Regions from separate parts of the Bicyclus anynana genome. Here region 2 is linked to region 1. The links are chromatin contacts, called in public Hi-C maps. All regions are on one chromosome and are shown on one strand. Each heading gives the region's core, a stretch centred on a gene start, on an enhancer-like site or on the middle of the called end of the contact. The rest is flanking DNA. Distances are from core to core; before and after follow the strand shown. Region 1 holds the start of LOC112045140. Region 2 overlaps LOC112045140.

Evidence for each region. Hi-C and Micro-C count contacts between places; a contact is called where the count stands out from the background.
Region 2: a Hi-C map of whole body shows a contact between it and region 1, with 3 times the contacts expected there. The contact joins the enhancer-like site here to the promoter of LOC112045140 in region 1. A contact is called at or near these places in 2 of 2 Hi-C or Micro-C datasets (whole body and whole larva).

Annotation. Positions count from the first base shown.
Region 1 is chr8:2,182,904-2,185,876 of ilBicAnyn1.1, reverse strand. LOC112045140 reads right to left here and starts at 1,466. Exons shown (of 16, transcript XM_052883154.1): 1 at 879-1,466.
Region 2 is chr8:2,395,552-2,398,967 of ilBicAnyn1.1, reverse strand. LOC112045140 reads right to left here. Exons shown (of 16, transcript XM_052883154.1): 13 at 3,339-3,416; 14 at 2,695-2,811; 15 at 1,689-1,910; 16 at 1-1,153. The coding sequence ends at 1,059. Among protein-coding and RNA genes, the nearest start is that of LOC112045110, 36 kb to the left of the region's middle. Within about 2 kb of position 1,752, at least 5 of the 8 cell types and tissues checked have open chromatin away from gene starts, as enhancers often do.

The sequences.
Region 1 (2,973 bases), core at 217-2,716:
TTAAATACTGGGAGTGGAAATCATATGTCCTTCAAATTACTTGTACAATAACTGAACTAAATGAAATGATTTCTAATTTAAAATAGCATGTTAGAGGATATTAACTAAACATAGAACATTATAGTACAGTGGATACAATCTGCCTCTGATTTCGGAGAGTGTGGGTTTGAATCTGGCCAGGGGCATGCACCTCCAACTTTTCAGTTGTGTACATTTTAAGATATTAAATATAATATGTCTCAAACGGTGAAGGAAAAACATTGTGAGGAAACCTGAAGTCTGCCAATCCACATTGGGCCAGCATGGTGGACGAGGACAAGGGGGGAAAATCGTGCTCAGCAGTGAGTCGAATATGGGTTGATAATAATGATATTATAGAATGTATTAAGATTAAACATAATATTACTGATTAATGATTTATTGTGACACTAAAATATAATTTAAATGTGAAATGTCAGTGATAACATCACTAAAATATATATCAGCAAATAAAGAACACCTCTAATACCATTAACAGCTTATCTATACCAATTTAATATAATCTGTATTGTTATATAGGTACTTTTCATGTCAAATGTCAAACAAAAGAAGATTTTAGCACTGATAAAAATATTGTATTCACGCGATCGGCCCTTTGTATCATCGTTTTTTTATGGTTACAGCAATTGACATAATTTAGTATGCAGGTCCGACTCTGTTTAATTATTCATGGTTCGTGATATTAAACTTTTTTGTTTAACAATGAGTAATTAGAAACAAAATAAAGGTAAGTACGACATTACGCCTAAATACTACTCATTTTGTGTGTGTATACCGTGTGTTTTTGCAATAACAGTAGAAAAGTCAATAAAACATTTTGATATAGTTTGTTTACTCACCTTATCGTGTTCGCTGAGAAAAAAATCTTCGCGATGTTTGAGTATCACCATAACTTTGATACCATTAAATAAATAGCACTGCGGTTTGCAAACAAATGAGAATTCTGAACAGCTTTCCGTAGCAAAATCGTACCGGCACAGTATTGAACGGAACCTTTATGAAACCATGGGCAAAATATGCATTTTTTATTATCTCTATCGATTTGGAGCCCGCCAGTGCCGTCGGTCGAAAAGTCACCGTAACGCGAGACCAGCTAAGCAGGTTCTTTTTACAAATAATATCACCACAAGCACCTTAGTAATTTCATTAATAACATCTGAAAATCGATTCCACAACAAGGTTCACGACAATTCAAATAGAAAGATTGCCGCAGCGTGTTAAATTCATTATTTTAGACTACCTAACAGCTTCCTACGACGCGATGAACACAGTTCTTTGTTTCGTACACATTTAATTAACTATAATATAGGTAAATGTATTATATTCCGATTGTTTCGAGTTAATTTTCGTATCATTTTTCTTTATACAATGGTTGCAAACAATAAGCCCAGTGGAAAACACGCACGTCCGACACAAGGCAAGTTCTTCATGACACTAAAATTTGTATAGATGTCGCGACTCGCGGTACTCGCGGCCATTATGGAAAATGGCGACAGACAGGAGCCGTCAAAATTAACCAAACGAAGTTAAACTTTATTTCATTTGCTAGAAAAACTAATTTCAAATGTTCAGTTATATTATTTAAAAACTATTCGATCGTATAAAACGGCTAATTCAAAAAGCCCCAAGCATTTATGATTCTACTATAATGGTATTGTGCTATTTGTATATTCGCATATTAAACTATAGTGTTTTATGCATTTTCTTGAAGTACCTAGTAAATTTTGAAAAATGGTTTTAGTATAAATTGTTATTGAATAGGTAGTGGATAGGTATTAGATACTTACCTATATATAATAGTTTACTAAGATTTATTGATTATTTATACTTACCTAGCATACTTAACTTTAATTTTAAGTTTTCAATTTTATTATTACCATTAGGTAGTAACGCAACCTGACGTTTCAAAATGTGCTAGTAAACTAAGCTTATGCATTATATTTGATCTTCTGTCATACCTACTATGTAAGTGCCTCCAGTCTCCCTCTCCACTGATCCGCATCGTAGGTAGGTACGTATCGGACTCATCGCATCAAACGGAAAGAAATCTTGTAGGTATCTTGGTATTAATTCTTTTCAAAATAAATTACCTACTTCAGATTCAAGACTCGCTCAATACCATTATTTAACTTTTGGAATTAATCAATTCGGACATTTCATTCGAAAGATATCAAAAGTACGATACTTGATAGTGTAAGAGTAAGCGTAGGGTCTACCCTACCCTTACCCTTACACTAGGGGTAGGATAGACTTAGAGAAGGGTAGGGGTAGGGAAAAAGTGAAGCTTGACTGGATCCGTAATAAGATATAGATAATAGAACTATGGTCATGTACCAAGGACGCAAAAAAATACCCACAGGCACCTTGATTGATGAGGAAAGAAATGTTCTCATTCCTATGTAGCGAAGGTGGCGAGGAAGTGGTGGGATGAGATGCTGCGTCGGAGTCATTTTCGCATTCTACAAACGGAGCAAAATCAGTTTTGTAGTTCAGTGTGTCTTTACTAATAACTAGCAGACGCCGCGTGGTGGTTACTGGCTCCTGTTACCGTTGGAATATGGAGACGAAATATAGCATCAGCGAAGTAGGGCTACGCCGACGTTTGCGTTATAAAGATTGGATTGGAGGTGCTACTTTTTTCAACCCACCCACAAACATCAATTATAGGCCGGGAGAGAATAACTGACGTCCCGGACCGGGGACTATATTAACGAATTAATTATGGTTTTATAATTGATTGATTGATAATAATTTTCGATGCATTTTATACTTGTATGCAAATAGCATACTAGTTTCTACATCTAGCGGCAAGAAATGTACCTTATATTAGATACTATAAAGTATAGATGGCGGTAGTGAAGTTAATTACATCGTAAATCCAAGACAAGAACCCAAAATTGTAGGTACAGTAATAATCGCATTTTACGATAGATG
Region 2 (3,416 bases), core at 503-3,002, 210 kb before region 1:
ACAGAGAACACCTTGTTTTCTCAAGGACACGACAGAATTGCTCTCTGTCCGTATCTCTCAAGAAAAGGAATAAAAAACTGTTCTTTGAATGAATTGAAGATCATTCTGTTACTCATCTAGATGAAATTTGGGGCCTACACGTTACCGAAAAAAATACATGACGAAAATGTTATTTCTTTTGAAAACTTTCAGTTTATGATACAAATCAAAATCACTAAAAATAATAATTAGAATTCACAGGTTTTGTCATATACATCTTACATTATGTGCCATCACTACATCCTAAGTAAATCGGAATTCCCAGAACAGATGGACTATTTTTACTGGAGTTACTGTAACCAGTGGGGTAACTATAATTTTGAGGCCTGTGTTGAATTTCTCGAATGAGGACCAACCTCAATCTCAATATTTAGAACCAGATGAAATGAAATGATTAACATTCTTCGAATTTTGTGGTCCTCGGATATCCATCATGCCCAAAAGATCTAAACGAATCTATTGCTAAAATCTTGTAACAATAAAGATTTGTATTTGTTTATTTAGACTTACGAGTCTCTTTAGCTGGGGTCTCGCTTTGCCACCCTTTAGTAACGCCACTGATCACTACTCGTTTCTACCGTCTTTTTGTACACTTGTTGCCGTAAGCCAAAGTTCTTATGCCAGTCTTCGCAAAATTATGTTTGATTTAACTATTGTCTTTTTTATTTTAATTATTCGTGTCTTTGTAACTGTTGCACGCCAGGAGTGGTCGAATACATAATTATACTGTGTAATGTGTATTCTCAAGAAATAAATTAATAAATCAATAAATAAAGTTATAAAGGTGTTGACTTAACATTCTGTTAGAATCAAGAGTCAAACATGGGCTTTAATGGTCCACAGAAACTGAGCTATTGAATCAACAGGACAGTCTAACGTAGAATTAAAATTAAAAACATAAATAAATTAGTTTATCTCAGAGAGGACTACAAGTTGGGCGCGTCACAATAATGAAAATAAACCTAGTGTTGTGTCTGTGTGGTCAGCGTCCGAGACACTTCTAGCGGCTAGTGGTCATATCATCTGGAGGCGGTGCCCACCAGCAGCGCGATGAGCGTGATGGCGGGCGTGAGCCGCGTCGCGACGCTGTACTTGCTGCTCTGCTCGCACGTGCCTGCAAAATTAAATGTTTTAATTAATTTCCACCAAAAAGGCAAATCTCTTGTGTATATTAGAAAAAATGTGAAAGTATGTGTTAGGTCCGTCAAACTTTGTGAGACTAAGTTTACGCATTCTGTAAACTGAAAGAAAAGACTGTGCGACACCACTCAGTGTGTCGGGTGACAGTCACCGTTGCTGATGAGGACTGTGCGACACCACTCAGTGGACGGTGACAGTTACCGTTGCTGGTGAGGACTGTGCGACACCACTCAGTGTGTCGGGTGACAGTTGCCGTTGCTAGTGAGGACTGTGCGACACCACTCAGTGGACGGTGACAGTTACCGTTGCTGGTGAGGACTGTGCGACACCACTCAGTGTGTCGGGTGACAGTTGCCGTTGCTGGTGAGGACTGTGCGACACCACTCAGTGTGTCGGTGACAGTTACCGTTGCTGGTGAGGACTGTGCGACACCACTCAGTGTGTCGGTGACAGTTACAATTGCTTGTGACGACTGTGCGACACCGCTCAGTGTGTCGGGTGACAGTTACCGTTGCTGGTGAGGTTATAGGCCTTGTCGCCGTGTCGGCCCGGCAGCGCGTCGCGGTCGCACGCGCGCGGCACGGCGCTCAGCCGCACGGCGCCGCCCGCGGACTCGTTGTGGTGCGTGTAGCTGAAGCAGAAGGTGCGCGGGCGCGCGGGCGGGCGGGCGAGCGGCGCCGCGATCACGAACCCGCGCGCGCCCTCGCGCCAGCTGCCGTAGCACGTGTACACTGCGGGAGACGACTCTATCAGCACGAGCTCATTGTCGAAGTGATTACATGTAATGAGAACTGTATTAATATTTACACTAAAAGTAATTTACGGTACGGACGGCTTCAGTCGTGACGTTCGAGCCGTCCACATCTCTTGTTGTGTAATTCTTTATGGGATAATTGGGATAGGCGGGAAGAGTGACTTGAGTGGAAAACGAACAACAATTAAAGGATCCTTTAATCCTACACACAACTTTCACAAGTGCGTGACTTCACTCAAGGTCATTCTCTGCCGTTCTAGGGCTTATTTTGGTTACAGTTTAATTTGTTAATTAAGTTGTCCTGACAAATGTTGTGAATCATAAGCTTTGTTCGACATTAGTTTTCTTATTTTTGTAATCACTTTTGAGTCTGCTAAAAGTACACATTGGACGTTTGGCATTACGTCCAGCAGTCAGGAACTGATTGTCGGAACGGAAGCCCACGTATGAGCCCAGAATGTATCTACAAGCACGCTTCGAAACACCTACTGTTTATCTACTCGCTGTAATATTATAAACAGGAAAGATTTGTATTTTTGTATTTGCTACATATAAACTCGATAACTACTGGATCGATTTGAAATATTATTTTAACAATAGAAAGCTACATTATCAGGGAATATCATAGACTATATTTTCTTCCCGTAATCTAACGGGAATGGAAACCGTGAGACTCTGTTTATAATACGACTCAGTCTCAACTCAGTCTTATGTTTTAGATCTGAGTGTGCATGTATGTATCTTTGATATATTTGCTGTACCTGTGTTGGTGCAGGAGGACTTGAACTCGATGGTGTCCTGTCCCTGCCCGCAGCCGATGCTGGCGCTGTCGTAGTCGCCGGCCACGCACTCCGCCGCTGACTCCGACTCCGAGTCCACTGGAAATCATACATTATAATCATCAACAACCCACATTGAAGCAACATGGTGGGTTCCCCTTCTCCTATAAAAGCCTGTGCACACGGCGCGTTGCGTCGTCTCTCTGTCAATCCCATACATTTTTTTAGTTTTACATGCGTTAGCGTTTGTGCTCAGTTGTTTGTAAGGCAGCGTAGACGTCGTCACGCTGCCAGTCGTGTTAGTCGCTTTATGCAATAACGTTTTGCGTTCTAATTATTATTTATCATAAATTGTTTAGTGTGGGATTGGAGAAGATGTAGGGCAGGTAAGGCGAGTGTTGAAGCATTCTAAAGGGAAACCAATTCCTGGGGCCTGCTCGAGGTGTGATGGACCTAGACCTATTAGTAATATATGAATCGTATAACCGTATGAGGTAGTCCGTGCCGTCAGCTGTGTGACGGAGTCTGCGCCTACTCGTAGCTTACTCCGATGCTTCATCATAAAAACATGGAGAATTCTCAGGTATGATCGGGAATGAAAGGACGTCCCTACAACGTCCACTCACCAGAAGACAGCTGCTGCCTGCGCAGGCGGCGGTCAGCTAGCGAGCTCTGCACGCTGTACCGGCCCTGTATCGGACACG